Regions from separate parts of the Hordeum vulgare genome. Here region 2 is linked to region 1. A link is a contact called in public Hi-C data. All regions are on one chromosome and are shown on one strand. The core of a region is the stretch at or near the end of the contact, and the rest is flanking DNA. Distances in the headings are between cores, read along the strand shown.

Evidence for each region. A called contact is a pair of places that touch in the nucleus more often than the background predicts.
Region 2: a Hi-C map of leaf shows a contact between it and region 1, with 4 times the contacts expected there. The contact joins the promoter of LOC123425451 here to the promoter of LOC123425450 in region 1. A contact is called at or near these places in 3 of 6 Hi-C or Micro-C datasets (leaf and seedling).

What each region holds. Positions count from the first base shown.
Region 1 is chr2H:118,148,960-118,156,899 of MorexV3_pseudomolecules_assembly, forward strand. It overlaps LOC123425450 (eukaryotic translation initiation factor 5A-like), which reads left to right and starts at 5,201. Exons shown (of 6, transcript XM_045109155.1): 1 at 5,201-5,322; 2 at 5,438-5,594; 3 at 6,608-6,730; 4 at 6,812-6,868; 5 at 6,951-7,025. The coding sequence starts at 5,469.
Region 2 is chr2H:118,291,782-118,299,721 of MorexV3_pseudomolecules_assembly, forward strand. LOC123425451 (probable WRKY transcription factor 4) reads left to right here and starts at 4,482. Exons shown (of 5, transcript XM_045109157.1): 1 at 4,482-4,749; 2 at 6,178-6,282; 3 at 6,412-7,088; 4 at 7,194-7,310. The coding sequence starts at 4,567.

The DNA.
Region 1 (7,940 bases), core at 3,951-6,450:
ATGAGATCACAGACATCACGATGGTTTCCGAAATGGTCCAGAAACGAAGATTGATATATAGGATTGTTTCATTTGGTCGCCGGAAAGATTTTGGGCATTACTGACAGTGTACGGGGAGTGACGAATGGGTTACGGATCTTCACCGGGAGGGGCCCACCCACCTGGGAGTACGCTTGGTGGCCTAGGGGTGGCGCACCAGGCCAGCCCAAGAGGGCCATGTCAGCTAGGAAGAAAAACCAAAGAGAAAAAAGGAAGAGGGAGGTGGGAAGGAAGAGGAGGACTCCTCCTTCCCCAAACCGAATTAGAGTTGGAGTCCTCCTCTCCACTTCGGTCGGCACCCTAGGGGCTCCCTTGAGCCCCAAGGCTAGCCCCTCCCCTCCTCCTATATATACTAGAGGTATTAGGGTTTTTAAGACACAACTTTGCCACGTGCAACTCAAACCTATACCTCGTAGTTCTTCCTCTAGATCGGATTTCTACGGTGCTCGGACGAAGCCCTGCAGGAATAGATCATCACCATCACCGGCGCGCCGTCACGCTACCGGAGAACTCATCTACTTCCCCGTCTCTCTTGCTGGATCAAGAAGGCGGATATCGTCACCGAGCTGTACGTGTGCTGAACGCGGAGGTGTCGTCCGTTCGGTGCTAGATCGAGACGGATCGTGGGACGACGGTGATTTGAATTACGAAGCTATACCACTACATCAACCGCGTTTCTTAACGCTTTCCGCTTAGCGATCTAGAAGGGTATGTGGATCCGCCCTCTCGTACATGAACATCACCATGATAGGTCTTCGTGTGCGTAGGAGTTTTTTTGTTTCCAATGCAACGTTCCCCAACAGACATGTCAAAGCAGGGTTAGGCATGAGCTAATGCAGTGCTATCCGTCATAGACTGGTCGGGAAAATATCGGATGACATTTCTCGATTCTCTCGCTACTACCGGTCAGATAAAAACGATTGAAAAGTTCCATGTTTGCTATGCTAGGGACGTGTGACACACGAACGGATAACGTATCCGGATTCATCTCATTTTGCAGATGAACTTTCATGTTCAAAATATTTTTATCTGACTTACGGTTTATTTTATATTAATGTTTAAAGTTTTATTCAATATTAGGTATTAATCAGATTTAAATAATTCAGATATTTCAATTATGACATCAGCAGTCAACAACAACTTTGACAGGTCAAATATGACCAGTGGGTCCCATATGTCACACGCACATTTATTTTTAGGATTTAATAAATATTTAATCAGGTTAATTAGTGGGGTGGGGCGCAGCTGTCATATACTGCTTAGGTTAATTAACTAACATAATTAAATTAACAGTTTTTAATTAATCGTTAATTGGGCTGGACCCACATGTCATTTTCCTATCAACTTAACAGGTACTAAAACTATCTAATTACACTAATTGATTTAATTAATTAATTAATTATATATTATTATTTTTATTCATTTTTATTTCAACACAGGGGGTGGGGCCTCCATGTCAGTGAGAGTGGGGGGTTGGCCCCACATGGTAGTGGTCCATCGGCCCCACACACACAGAAAACACACACACACACACAATCTGTATATAATTTTTATACACGTACAATCATACATACACACATATTTTCATACATATACACACATATATCCTGTTTTCCTTCTCTTCTTTTCTCTAAAGAATCTCAGGTGCTAATCCCCTCCTCCTCCTGACTAGCAAGAGGGAACACGGCGCAGAGGCGAGGTGGTGGGTGCGAGTACGGGGCCGCCGGCTCGGCGAAATGCGGGGAAAACGGGGTGGAGGAGAGGATCCCGAGGGCTCACCGCGGCCGTAGTGTAAGCATCGACTTGGTGTAGAGGTGGCCGGGGCGAGGAGGACCGGCGAGGTGGAGGTGGTGCAGTCCGGCAATGTAGGAACCGACTGGTGGTGCGGTGGAGACGAACCAATGACGGCGGGGTCGGCCGAAGGAGAGGAAGGAGCCGGAGGAGGGGGCCGACCGGTGGGGAGCCGGTGGTGCGGCGGTTGGAGGCGGCCGGAACGGGCCGGAGGAGGGCCGGAGGGGAAGGGCTTGTTCGGTCGGAGGCGGGCCGGAGGAGGAGGGGCCGCCGGAGGGCCGGCCAGCGAGGGGCTCGGCCGGTGGGGGGCTCGACCCGTGCGAGGCGGACGGAGGAGGGCCTGGTGGCGCGAGAGGCGATGGGGATCTGGGAGGCGCTGGGGGTGGGTGAACGAGGGGAGGGAAACCAGGGGAGGCGAGGTGGGGGGCTCGATGGTGGGTGGTGGCAATGGGGGATGCGAGGCGAGCGAGGGAGGCACGCTGAGGGAGGTTCCCCTCGTGGGGATGGGTGGGTTCGACGGGTGAGTGGGGGTTGGTGGGCAGCGCTGCGGGGTGGAGTGGCGGCATAGGTGGGAGGGAGTTGGAGTGGGGCTAGGTTTGGGGGGTTTTATACCCCCGAGGGTATGGTGGGCTGGGTGGCCGGCTGGGCTGGTTGGCCCAGTTGGGCCGTTTTTTTTCTTTTATTTATTTACATTTTTAGTTTATTTTAACCCTTTTGTTTAGTTATATCTTTTACTCTTTACTTCATTTTAGTTTTAGAAAATATTAATCATTATTCATTTGCTACAACTGGAACGTTTTAGTTTTGATAATTGGGGACTTCTATTGTTTTACTTTATTTTAAAATTTTAATTTGCATTGGTTTGAAACTACGCGAGATTAACAATAGTAATCCCGGCGACGTGGCATCATTAGTATAAGATTATTGTAGCTTAATTACAGAAATTACTCTAACAAAAGCTGTGGATGTCACAGTCTCCTACGCGACTGGTCGCGACCGTTCGTCAGCTTCCTCTACATCTGTGTCGCCTTCGTCATCACCATGTCCACCGACGTCGATCATGCCACCGTCAAGAAGTTCCAAACTAAGAAGAAGACCATCGAGGACGTTGCTGCCATCGCCGCGGCCTCTACATGGCCGATTGGTGGGTATAACTTGTCTATATCGCTACTATTGATTTCTGTTTTAGCTATGCTAGCATTATACGTAGATATATCTGCTGTTAACGTAGTGTATTCTTGCGTGATCAAATATCAACTTTAATTTTATTAATGTTATGCTAATGATTTACTCGTCGATTAATTTAATAAAAAATACCTATTTATTACTCCCTTTGTAAACTAATATAAAAACGTCTGGATCATCCAACGCCACGCGTGTGGGAGTTAAGGGGTGTTGCCCACACATCCCGTGTGGTGTGTAAGAGAAACAACCCATACGCTCCCATGTGGGCAAAACAGCTAACGCCCACACCGCATGCATGCATGTGGGTATATTTTTGGATTTTTGGTTTTTAAAATGTTTTATCTTATAAATAAAAAATCCGATTAAAGATCCGTTTTCACCATTAAATCCATCGCGACGAGATCTTCGAAACTAGATCTCATATCAATATGTTTCGATGATTTTTTCGGGCAACAATTGTCATGATGTTACACTGTAGTTGCCATGGTGTTTACGCTAAAGTTGTTATGATATGTTTCACCTATTTTTTCTTCTGCATTTAAAACTAAATTTTGACATATTCTAAAACAGGGAATTAAGAAACAAAGACTTGCCATGAACAATAAACTAAAATTACCATGATGAAAAAAATTGTTATGGTGAATTAATAAAAATTGCCGTCAAAAATAGTTAAAAAAATAGCGATAGCTTTAAATCTAAAAGAAAAAAATAGGTAGAACATGTCATGACAACTTTAGTGTAAACATTATGGCAACTAGAATATAAACATCATGACAACTTTTGGTCAATTTGTTTTTCATCGATCATGGTTAAAATTCTAAAATTGCCATGATCTATAAACTCAATTTGCCGTGATGGATTACTAAAAATTGCCATGATCCATACATTAAATTTGCCGTGGTTAATTACTAAAAATTATCATGGTTAATTAATAAAAAATTGTCGTAAAAAATAGTTGAAAATATAACGATAGCTTTAAATCTAGAAGAAAAAATAGATAAAATATGTCATGAGAAGTGTGGTGTAAACACTATGACAACTACACTGTAACATCATGGCGACTGTTGACTGATTTTTTTTCCATCAAAATATATCAACATGATATCTTTTAAAGATCATGTCGAGACGGATTTAATGTTAAAAACAGATTTTTAATTAGAAAATAAACCATTTTAAAGCCAAAAATCAAAAAGATTCCTCCTAAAAAAACGGGCGTGTGGGCGAAGTGGCTAAATACCCACACACGAGCTCAGTTCTACATGGCCTAAAAAGAATGCCAAAAATGCCAAAATTAATGCAAAGCATAAATGAACGCAGATCAATGCGTGTGGACGTTATCTTTTCCCCCTTTTTATATTAACTTACGAAGAAAGTACTCCCTCCGTCACGGTTTAAAAGGCGTGTTTGAAAATTCTATTGAACCTACGTGGCTATTGAGTGGCTGTGAGATGGGGTAAAAAATAACATTCACACTACACATGCATATAAAAGTACTTTCTCCGTCACAGTTTAGAAGGCATGTACGTGTACCTCGATCGTCAATTTAACTTATATAAAATATATTGTTTAACATAAAAATTATATCATTAGAAAATAGAACATCTAAAGTTTCTAATGATACATTTTTTGTTATATATGTCTCTTATTAAATTAATCAAATTGATGATCTAAATACGTGTGCCGGACTTGAAGTACTAATTAACTGTTAGAAGTGAATGCAATGAGTCTTAAACCTTGTCTATTATGAAAATGCACATAAATTTAATTGTGCCTTTTAAACAGAGGTAATACTAAGCAAATAGGCAATTCAACACAACAGTCATCCCAATATAGTGCACCGTGACGTCCTCGCAAGGAATCCCTATCCTATCGGAATCAGATATTTGACTTGAGTTTTCTGATCACCGATCAGCGAAAAGAAGCCATAGAAAGGCAGAAGAAAAGAACAGAGAGAAAGATGCTCGAGCCGCCCCATGGCGTGGTTCGAACGCGAAGAGATGCCCTGCCTTCCGCAGCCGTACACCTGTTGCCACCCCCCCCGACCAAACCGACGGCCCCGATCTCTCCCTCCACCCATCGACAAAAGCCCCTCTTCCGCCGAGATGCGGGCCCGCACCTTCTCCGGCCCCACCGTCATCCTCACAGGTCGGTCCAATCAGCAGAGGTAGGCAGGTGGGTGTGGCCGGAGCACGCGCTGTTAGCGCTATAAATGCGCTCGAACCCTAGGATTCGGCGCGAGCTTATCACTTATCATCATCAGCGCCCCTCCCTCTCTCCTCCTCGCGCGTCGTGATCCATCCAGCCCAGGTGAACTCGCGGGATTCAGTTCCTATTCTGGCAGTTCGGGTGTCATAGTGGCCAAGGATTCTTTGATTTGGAGCTTCGAAGCCTTAATCTCGTTGCTTGGATTTGGTTTGTTCAGGGGGAGTAGCTAATTAGTAACTAAGGTCGCCATGTCGGACTCCGAGGACCACCAGTTCGAGTCCAAGGCCGATGCCGGGGCGTCCAAGACCTACCCTATGCAGGCCGGCGCCATCCGGAAGGGCGGCTACCTCGTCATCAAGAACCGCCCCTGCAAGGTACGTATTTGCCTCTGATCCCGGTTGGATGGTTTGTTTGTGTGTGATCGGAAATTCCGATGCTGTTGTTCATGGCCGCCGTGCTATGATGGAATACTGATGTTGTTATCCCCGGATGCTGCTATTTTCTGTTTGAGAGTTGTCGTAGGATGGATTCCGTATCACTGTGGATTGACTGATTGGCAGTATATAAGCCCAAGGAAAAGGGTGGAGTTGTTATTTATAGGGGAGGGGAGCTATTTTGACCATGTACTGTGCACGATTAATTAGGAGGGGCTTGAAACAGGGGAAGACGTGGCTAGATGATATCCAAACAGAAGTCATGTGATGGGATATTATACAACTAAAATTGCTAACGTCCATTATTCCTGTAATATTAATAATATTTTCCTAGTATTTTGTGGGGTACAATGAAATACTCCTTCCGTCCCAAAATAAGTGTCTCAACGAACTAAAGTTGAGACACTTATTTTGGGACGGAGGGAGTAGTTTGGTAACCAAAAAGGGATTTCCACTCAGGCTATTTAAACTATATATCTGTACAGTCGGTGATTTAGCTATAACACGTCGGAAAATTAAGATTGGAATCGAAGTGTAATAGGCACTGTCGACATGTTTGGATTGAATATGATTGAGATTTAAAGCTTCCTGCATGTACATAGACCTACTGGAGGAAGCAATACCTTTCTTTCTCAATCTTTTGCCTTGACTTCTCCAAAGAAATCCTCGATCATAAATTTGTTCTGTTTCTTGAAATTCGGAAGGGACAAACAGTTAATTGACTCAAAAGCTAAAACTAATTTATCCATGTTTATCTAGCATGTTGTGCACTATGTGAGGTACTCATGGTGATTGTTGTTCTTACCTTTTTAGTACACATCTCTCCACCTGTTCTTTCCTGTAAGTTCTTATCGCTATCACTGTGATTAGACAGTATCAAGGCTTATGCCTGCAATTATGTGGTGCTTTTTTCCCATTGATTTTCGAGTCTCTTATGTGATTTTGTGCTACAGGTGGTGGAGGTTTCTACCTCAAAGACTGGAAAGCACGGTCATGCTAAATGCCACTTTGTTGCCTTAGATATATTCAATGGTAAAAAGCTTGAGGACATTGTTCCTTCATCCCACAACTGCGATGTAAGTTTATTTATGAATGTTTAAGTCAGAACTTTGGTTGGTTCTGTTTTACAAATAAACTCATTATTCTATATTTTTCAGGTGCCACATGTAGACCGTACTGAGTATCAGCTGATTGACATATCAGAGGATGGATTTGTACGTTCTGTTATAATCAAGAAAAATGAATTTTATTGTGCATTGTTGTTGGCTTCGATACTTACTATATTATTTGTTTTAGGTGAGCCTTCTTACTGAGAATGGTAGCACTAAGGATGATCTTAAACTCCCAACTGATGATGCTATCCTGACCCAGGTTTGATTGACAATCTTTAAGCATTTTGTTCTTATTTTTGCATGTGTATATTCGTGGTAAGGACATGTCCTTACTCATTTGTTAGGTTCTTTATGCTATCTTTTTTGCTTGATACGAGTTATATCACCACTTATATTCTGTTAGTTCTCTCTATACTCCAAAATATCCTGAGTGGTGTTGACATTTCTGATCTTAGTTATCAGTTTTATTTGGAATTTATTTTAGGCGTAATAATAAGCCATATCTATGATTGCTATCTTCTGTATTTGAGAACCTGTTTGGTTGGTGACTAATTTTGCTACACTTGCCTTACTTTACGTGTTATTAAAATTCTTGGCCACACTTTTGGTTTGCCTAAGGAAATCTTCCCACAGTTTTTGTGTGTATAACATGTGGGACTTATTTCTCAAATAAAGAATCTTGCCTTAGGTGTGGCTAGAACCAGACACACACCTAACTTTATTAAACTTGCCTAACTTGAGATGTTGAATCTTGCCTTATGCGGGTATCTCAATTTATTGATTTCATGTTTATCTGGATGGTAGGAACTTTTAGACAGTTCACACTTGTGAAATAGCTGGCGTAAGAACTAGAGGAAATCTAGACGTTTACTCTTCCCACCTAACTTTATCATCTGTTTTCCTTTCTTCTGGTTTTGAAAAGCCGATACTTCATTCATTCTTCTCCATGACCCTACATGGTTGCTGTATGCATATAAGCCAGTACCCACACTAAAATGTTGCATCTGAGTCTTTCTTGATTTTTTCTCTCTTTTTTTTTGGCGTAACGCGTTTTGCATTCTCTCTCTTCAGTATGTTTGTAAAGTATGAAGCGCATAGATGAATAAAACTCCAATGTTTAGAAATGTTCTTGGCTTCTTGCCGTTTCCTTTCCACCTCTGTTGTGTTGCCTAGT
Region 2 (7,940 bases), core at 3,232-5,731, 140 kb after region 1:
TGTTTTCTGCGTGTCAAGTATTTGTTCCTATGACCATGAGATCATATAACTCACTCACACCGGAGGAATGCTTTGTGTGTATCAAACGTCGCAACATAACTGGGTGACTATAAAGATGCTCTACAGGTATCTCCGACGGTGTTCGTTGAGTTAGTACGGATCGAGACTGGGATTTGTCACTCCATGTGACGGAGAGGTATCTCGGGGCCCACTCGGTAATACAACATCACACACAAGCCTTGCAAGCGATGTGACTTAGTGTAAGTTGCGGGATCTTGTATTACGGAACGAGTAAAGAGACTTGCCGATAAACGAGATTGAAATAGGTATGCGGATACTGACGATCGAATCTCGGGCAAGTAACATACCGAAGGACAAAGGGAATGACATACGGGATTATATGAATCCTTGGCACTGAGGTTCAAACGATAAGATCTTCGTAGAATACGTGGGATCCAATATGGGCATCCAGGTCCCGCTATTGGGTATTGACCGAGGAGTCACTCGGGTCATGTCTACATAGTTCTAGAACCCGCAGGGTCTGCACACTTAAGGTTCGACGTTGTTTTATGCGTATTTGAGTTATATGGTTGGTTACCGAATGTTGTTTGAAGTCCCGGATGAGATCACGGACTTCACGAGGGTTTCCGGAATGGTCCGGAAACGAAGATTGATATATAGGATGACTTCATTTGGTTACCGGAAGGTTTTCGGGCATTACCGGTAATGTACCGGGAATGACGAATGGGTTCCGGATCTTCACCGGGAGGGGGGACCACCCACCCGGGAGGGCCCAAGGACCTTGGGGGTGGCGCACCAAGTAGGTGGGGTCAGCCCAAGACTGTCTTGCGCAAGAGAAATAAAAACCAAAGGAAGAGAAAGAAAAAAAGGAAAGGTGGGAAAAGAGAGAAGGACTCCACCTTCCAATCCTAGTTGGACTAGGATTGGAGGAGGATTCCTCCTCCCCTTGGTGGCGCAGCCCCTGGGGCTCCTTGAGCCTCAAGGCAAGCCTCCCCTCCCTCCTCCTATATATATGGAGCAATTAGGGCTGATTTGAGACAACTTTTTCAAGGCAGCCCGACCACATACCTCCACGGTTTTACCTCTAGATCATGTTTCTGCGGAGCTCAGGCGGAGCCCTACCGAGATTAGATCACCACCAACCTCCGGAGCGCCGTCACGCTGCCGGAGAACTCATCTACCTCTCCGTCCCTCTTGCTGGATCAAGAAGGCCGAGATCATCGTCGAGCTGTACGTGTGCTGAACGCGGAGGTGCCGTCCGTTCGGCACTAGATCGTGGGACGGATCGCGGGACAGTTCGTGGGACAGTTCGCGGGGCGGATCGAGGGACGGGAGGACGTTCCACTACATCAACCGCATTCACTAACGCTTCTGTTGTGCGATCTACAAGGGTACGTAGATCGAAAATCCCCTCTCGTAGATGGACATCACCATGATAGGTCTTCGTGCGCGTAGGAAATTTTTTGTTTCCCATGCGACGTTCCCTAACAATGAGGACATGTAGACTATCCCACATAGACGAACAGAAAGCAAGCGAGAGAAAGGGCGAACGAAAAGGCAAAGGAAAAAAGGCAAATTGGTGAAGTGGGGGAGAGGAAAACGAGAGGCAACTGACAAACAAAGTAAATGCAAGAGATGAGTTTGCGACACCTACTTGGATGAGTTCTTGAGTTGATCTTCCTCCCCGGCAACGGAGCCAGAAATTCTTCTGTTGCAGCAACAGAAGTCCTTCCTTGGCGCTAGGAATTCCTCTTGTTACTTCTCTGGTTTGCGTAGGTTTTTTCCTTGAAGAGGAAAGGGTGATGCAGCACAGGAGCAGTAAGTATTTCCCTCAGTTTGAGAACCAAGGTATCGATCCAGAAGGAGGGTCTCGTCAAGTCCAGAGTACCTGCGCAAACACAAACAAGCTTGCACCCAACTCTTCAAAGGGGTTGTCAATCCCTTCAAGATTGTTTGCAAAGTGAGATCTGAAGGCGGAAAGTGCAACGAAGTGAAAAGTGTAAGGCTGAAAATATGGTGTGGCGTAGACCCTGGGGGCCATAGTGTTCACTAGAGGCTTCTCTCATAATAGCAAATATCACGGTAGGTGAACAAATTACTGTCGAGCAATTGATAGAACCGCGCAAAGTCATGACGATATCTAAGGCAATGATCATACATATAGGCATCATGTCCGAGACAAGTAGACCGATACTTTCTGCATCTACTACTATTACTCCACACATCGACCGCTATCCAGCATGCATCTAGTGTATTGAGTTCATGACGAACAGAGTAACGCCTTAAGCAAGATGACATGATGTAGAGGGATAATCTCAAACCAATGATGAAACCCCCAGCTTTTTACCCTTGATGGCAACAACACGATGCGTGCCTCGCTACCCCTTCTGTCACTGGGTGAGGTCACCGCACGGTATGAACCCAAAACCAAGCACTTCTCCCATTGCAAGAATCATAGATCTAGTTGGCCAGACAAAACCCACAACTCGAAGAGAATTACAAGGATATGAAATCATGCATAAGAGAGATCAGAAGAAACTCAAATAAGATTCATAGATAATCTGATCATAAATCCACAATTCATCGGATCTCGACAAACACACCGCAAAAGAAGATTACATCGGATAGATCTCCATGAAGATCATGGAGAACTTTGTATTGAAGATCCAAGAGAGAGAAGAAGCCATCTAGCTACTAGCTATGGACCCGTAGGTCTATGGTGAACTACTCACGCATCATCGGAGAGGTCATGGTATTGATGAAGAAGCCCTCCGTATCCGAATCCCCCCTCCGACAGGGCACCAGAACGTGCCCAGATGGGATCTTGCGGAGACAGAAGCTTGCGGCGGCGGAAAAGTACTTTCGATGATCCCTTGATTTTTTTGAGATTTTTAGGGAATTTATAGGCACAAACCCTAGGTCAGGGGGCGCTCAGGGGGCCCACAAGCTTGTGGGCCGCGGCCTACCCCCTGGCCATGGGGTGGGGGCTTGTGGGGCCCATGAGGCTCCCCTGCCTTGGCTCTCAAGCTTCCCGATCTTCTTCCGTTCCAGAAAAAATCTTTTCGGGGATTTTCTTCCGTTTGGACTCCGTTTCAAAATCTCCTCTGAAAGGGGTCAAAAACATGGAAAAAACAGGAACTGGCACTTGCCACTGAGTTAATAAGTTAGTCCCAAAAATATATAAAAGACATGCAAAACATCCAAAGTTTGACAAGATAATAGCATGAAACCATCAAAAATTATAGATACGTTGGAGATGTATCAGTGGTGGACTCGGCCATGCGTCCATAGTCTTTCAGAATATCACCTGGAGCTCCGTACGCAAGCATCCTCATAGCTGTCGTACACTTTTGGAACGAGATGAATCCAGGTGTGATGGTGCAATCATTTTTGCACTTGAAGTAGGTGTCGAATTTCCTGATAGAATTCACAATCTTGAGGAAGAGCTTCCGGCTCATATGATAACTGCACCGGAATACTTTATCGTCATGCACAGGAACGTCGACGAAGTAGTCGGTGCAGAGCAATAAATAACCTTCCACTTGATGCCTCTGCTTTGCCTTCAGTCGGCCCGGCGCCAAGCCACCTCGCCGCGACTTTGCATTGCTCGCGAACAGGTCGGCCAGAGCGGCGAGGACCATGAGGTACTCTTCATCTTGGGCGTCGTCATCAGCTTCCTCCTCCAGTAGCCCCATGAACGCCTCCTCCTCGTCGGAGTCCATCGCCCAGGCAAATCGTCGAATACCTGATGGGTGTGACGGATGCGCAGCCGCGTACGTGCCCAGAGCGCCGAGAAAACTCGCCAAGAAGCAGGGAGGGGGCGAAGCCGCGGCGAACCCTACATCCGTCCATTAGGAGATGGCCTTCGTAGCGACGGTAGGCAGGTGGGCCGCGTCGGAATCAGCATGGTGGCGAAAGGTGTCGTGTGCGAGGGGCGGATCCGGAGAAGAAAAAGCCTTTTTTGCCTGACAGGGCCGATGCGTTGTTTTTCCTTTCGTCGGTGTCTCCGGCGCATTGATCTCGGGCTGGGACCGTCGATGTCAATATCTACCATTATCGACGAAAAATCGATTCCTGAATATACGAGTGGATTATTTTTTCTTGACCGATGAAAACAGATGATGTGAAAAGGACGTGTTGGGGACGCGGCTCAAGATGCTCTTAAGTGACGGATATCTGGATTGGCCCGTCTGTTCGGCCGGGTTACCATGTTTAGAACGAGTGAACAAATATCTCCGTTACTGTTTCGGAAAGTATCCGGGCTGGTTCTCCTTCCGTCCCCTGCCTGGCCCTGGCGGGAGCGGCGAATCCGCGGGCTTCCGCCGGGCCCTGGACGTAGCAGCTGGAGCCACCAATCATTCAGCGCCCTCCGTGCGTTTTTTGTTGCCTCGCCCACTCGCATCGCACACACGCGCTCCCGGGGAATAAATACTGGGCTACTTGGCGTTGGCGACCAATCTGACAGCAGAAAGCATCCATCCATCCACCTCCCCTCCTCCCTCCCTCCATCCAGCTCGCTCGTTGCCGGCGCGCGCGTGCTCGCCCATGGCGGCCGGCCAGTGGTCGGCCATCGGCGACGGCGGCGGCCTCTGGTCCCCGCAGGCGCTCGAGAGCCTCTTCCCCGACGAGCAGCCGGCGGCGGCGCAGCTGGGCTTCTTCGGGGGGTCCCTCGCGCAGCTCGCTCCCCCTCCGCCGCTCTGCGCCATCGCGCTCCTCGGGTACCCCCAGGTACCGGCGATCGATCTCATCTCACCTCCGTCCCCTCCCTAATCGCACGCTCGCTCGCTCGCTGCTGCCGTCCTGTTTGATTGATTAATATGTAATCCTACTAGTACGTACTCCATCTGTGGCAAGTACGTACAACACAATTAGTAATTACTGGTAGCAGTACAGATACTGAATCGGGCATGAACAGGGTAGATTTTCCTCTGTATTCGTGGCCAATCCAGCACCCTCCGCATTGCTATTTTTAGGCCGCGGGATCGGGATTTCCGCGGACTGCCGCTGGCGCCCCTTGGAATTAATTGGCCCTGGGGGGGCCCAGCCCAAGGGGACCAGCCTCTCCCCGGACGAATGGCCTGCATTGCACGTTCGTCAAATTAATCGCGGGTCGGCCTCGCTCCGTGCACTGGTAGTAACTGTCAAGGTCGCCGATGTGTGCCTTCTGCCTTGCCGACAGCTGCACATGACGTGCTGGGCGCGCCCCGATTTCTTTCACGTGCTAACAGGTCGAATTAGACAAGCTAATTGTCGCAATCTACAAGGACGCACTAGTGGGCGGGCGATCTTTTAAAGAACCGGATGTTTATTGCGTGTTCTTGAAATGGTGGAGTAGATTTGTGATCTGTTAGTAGTTAGAGCATCATCCCTTGACCGCAATCAAACCATGGTTTACGGAGTAGTATAGTCAACAATCAGCTATATGGAGTTGCCATAGTCGACCTAACAGCCAACATGTATTGTACTGCTTGCTCATGATCAAGAAAAAACCGATACTTTCGGCAACCAGTGTACCCGTATCGGATACTGATTTTTTGCCCCCGATACCTCTCGGACTCTAGCAGTGCCGGTGGTGGGCGCCTTTCCCCGGTGCTCCCGGCTCCCCTTCCCCCCACTATCATACAGAATTCTCTCTAATGGAAGGCTGCTGATACCCTCCTCCTCCTCCCCCCTTTCTCTTTAACTGAACTTTTATGTTTGGTGAACAAGTTGGCTGTTGGTTCTTGCTTTTGTTGGAACCATGGATGAGAAGATACTCCCTCCGTAAAGAAATATAAGAGCGTAGAAGATAATGGACTACACCGACTAAATATGTGCTAAATGGCTTGATGCTTATTGATAGCATATTTTTTATATTATTTTTCAAAAATAGTCAAACGTATCCCTCGTATTGACACTTTTCAGATATGACGTATTTATGTATCACTATCACCCCGATACTGATATGTGTATCCATATAGGTGCAATCTAGCTCATGATGCTTGTTTTTTTTTTGCGAGAGATGATGCTTGACCAGATTCCAATGCATCAATATTTGCCCAAGACCACATCAATACACACTTTTCCTATGCTATGTCGTACATCTTTTTAGTTAATATTGCAATAGTACTCCTATGTTTTATTAAAAATGGTATTTATATTTTTCATCTTTTGCAGGATAACTTTGATGTGTTCAATGAACAAGACCTAGCACAGGTGGCAGCACAGGTAGCTCAAAAGAAGGAGTTGCAGGAAAAACAAGCGGCGTTATTACATCCGAAGGTTGCACCTCAACTAGCTTTTCCTAAATACAGTATACTTGATCGAGTGGACAATTCTTCTTCTTTCAAACCGGCAACTTCAGTACTGACACCTCAGCATGTCACTTCTGTAATCGCGGCATCCATGCAGGGTATGTCGACTTTGCCATCACATACTGGTAGTGGTAGTATGAACACTGGACCAACTGGAATTCTACAAGTGCTCCAAGGTTCATCCACCACTCTGGACAGTATCAACACTGGATCAGCTGGAGTTCTACAAGTGCTCCAAGGTTCATCCACCACTCTGGACAGTATCAACACTGGATCAGCTGGATTTCTGGAAGCACTCCAAGGTTCTTCCATCACTCTGGATAAACCTGCTGATGATGGCTACAATTGGCGTAAATATGGACAGAAGGCAGTCAAGGGCGGGAAGTGTCCAAGGAGCTATTACAAATGTACCCTGAACTGCCCGGTCAGAAAAAATGTGGAGCACTCTGCAGATGGACGAATTATTAAAATAGTTTATAGAGGTCAGCACTGTCATGAACCTCCCTCAAAGAGGTTTAAAGATTGTGGTGATTTATTGAACGAGTTAGATGAACTCAATGATGCCGAGGAACCTTCAACCAGATCACTATTAGGTTGTCAAGGTTATTATGGAAAACCAAAACCTATAACGCCAAATGGCACGATGGTGGATGGTTTATTGCCAACGAAGGAAGAGGGAGATGAGCAATTATCTAGTTTAAGTGATATCCGGGAAGATGATGGTGAAATAAGAACTGTTGATGGAGATGTTGGTGATGCCGATGCAAATGAAAGGTATTTCCTACAGCTGAACATGAACTCCCTACTTGGAACTTTGCTAAGTTCATCCACTTCCTAATTAGCATCTTTAAGCTTACTATTATTATTTCCATGAGGCAGGAATGCACCAGGTCAAAAAATTATTGTGAGTACAACAAGCGATGTTGATCTTTTGGACGATGGCTATAGGTGGCGCAAGTATGGACAGAAAGTGGTGAGAGGAAATCCTCACCCAAGGTAAGGCCATTATCCCTTTTTATTTTTTAAATTTGAAGTTTCTTATTTATCATTTTATCTTGGAAAAATGTGTCCTAACTGCCTTGAATACTAATTAGTTAATGTTGAAGCCTGTGGAGTTTGTTGGCATCAACTTGATATTTGTTATTGACAACTACGCATGGCTCACTTGCACTTGCGCAGGCATGGGACTTTTTTTGTCTTGCAGCAATGCATGAAAAAAGCTTTACATTCGCATTCAAGAGAAATATACACGTGACAAGCTTAAAAAGCACGACTGTTACTGCTTGTTAATGACAGCCAATATCCATCCTCTGTACAATTGGCCATGGAATCATTTGGCAAAGAATCCATGCCTTGCCTATCTTATAATTCAACTGATATGAAGATCCTGCTGCTGATCTAAGTAGAATCTGTAACTGCTGCTCTGGTTTATTTGAATGAGTACACATTTGACTGCATCATAGATAGTTGGTCAAATAAGGAATATGTTTCTTCTTTTATTCTCAGTGTGGCGACGAACAATCTGCACGCTTATCAATTGTTTGTTTGGTGATGCACCTTCTGTTATTTTTCACTAGAGCCAGCTGGCATAGAGAATGTACTCCTAATTGAAAAACTGTATCCTCA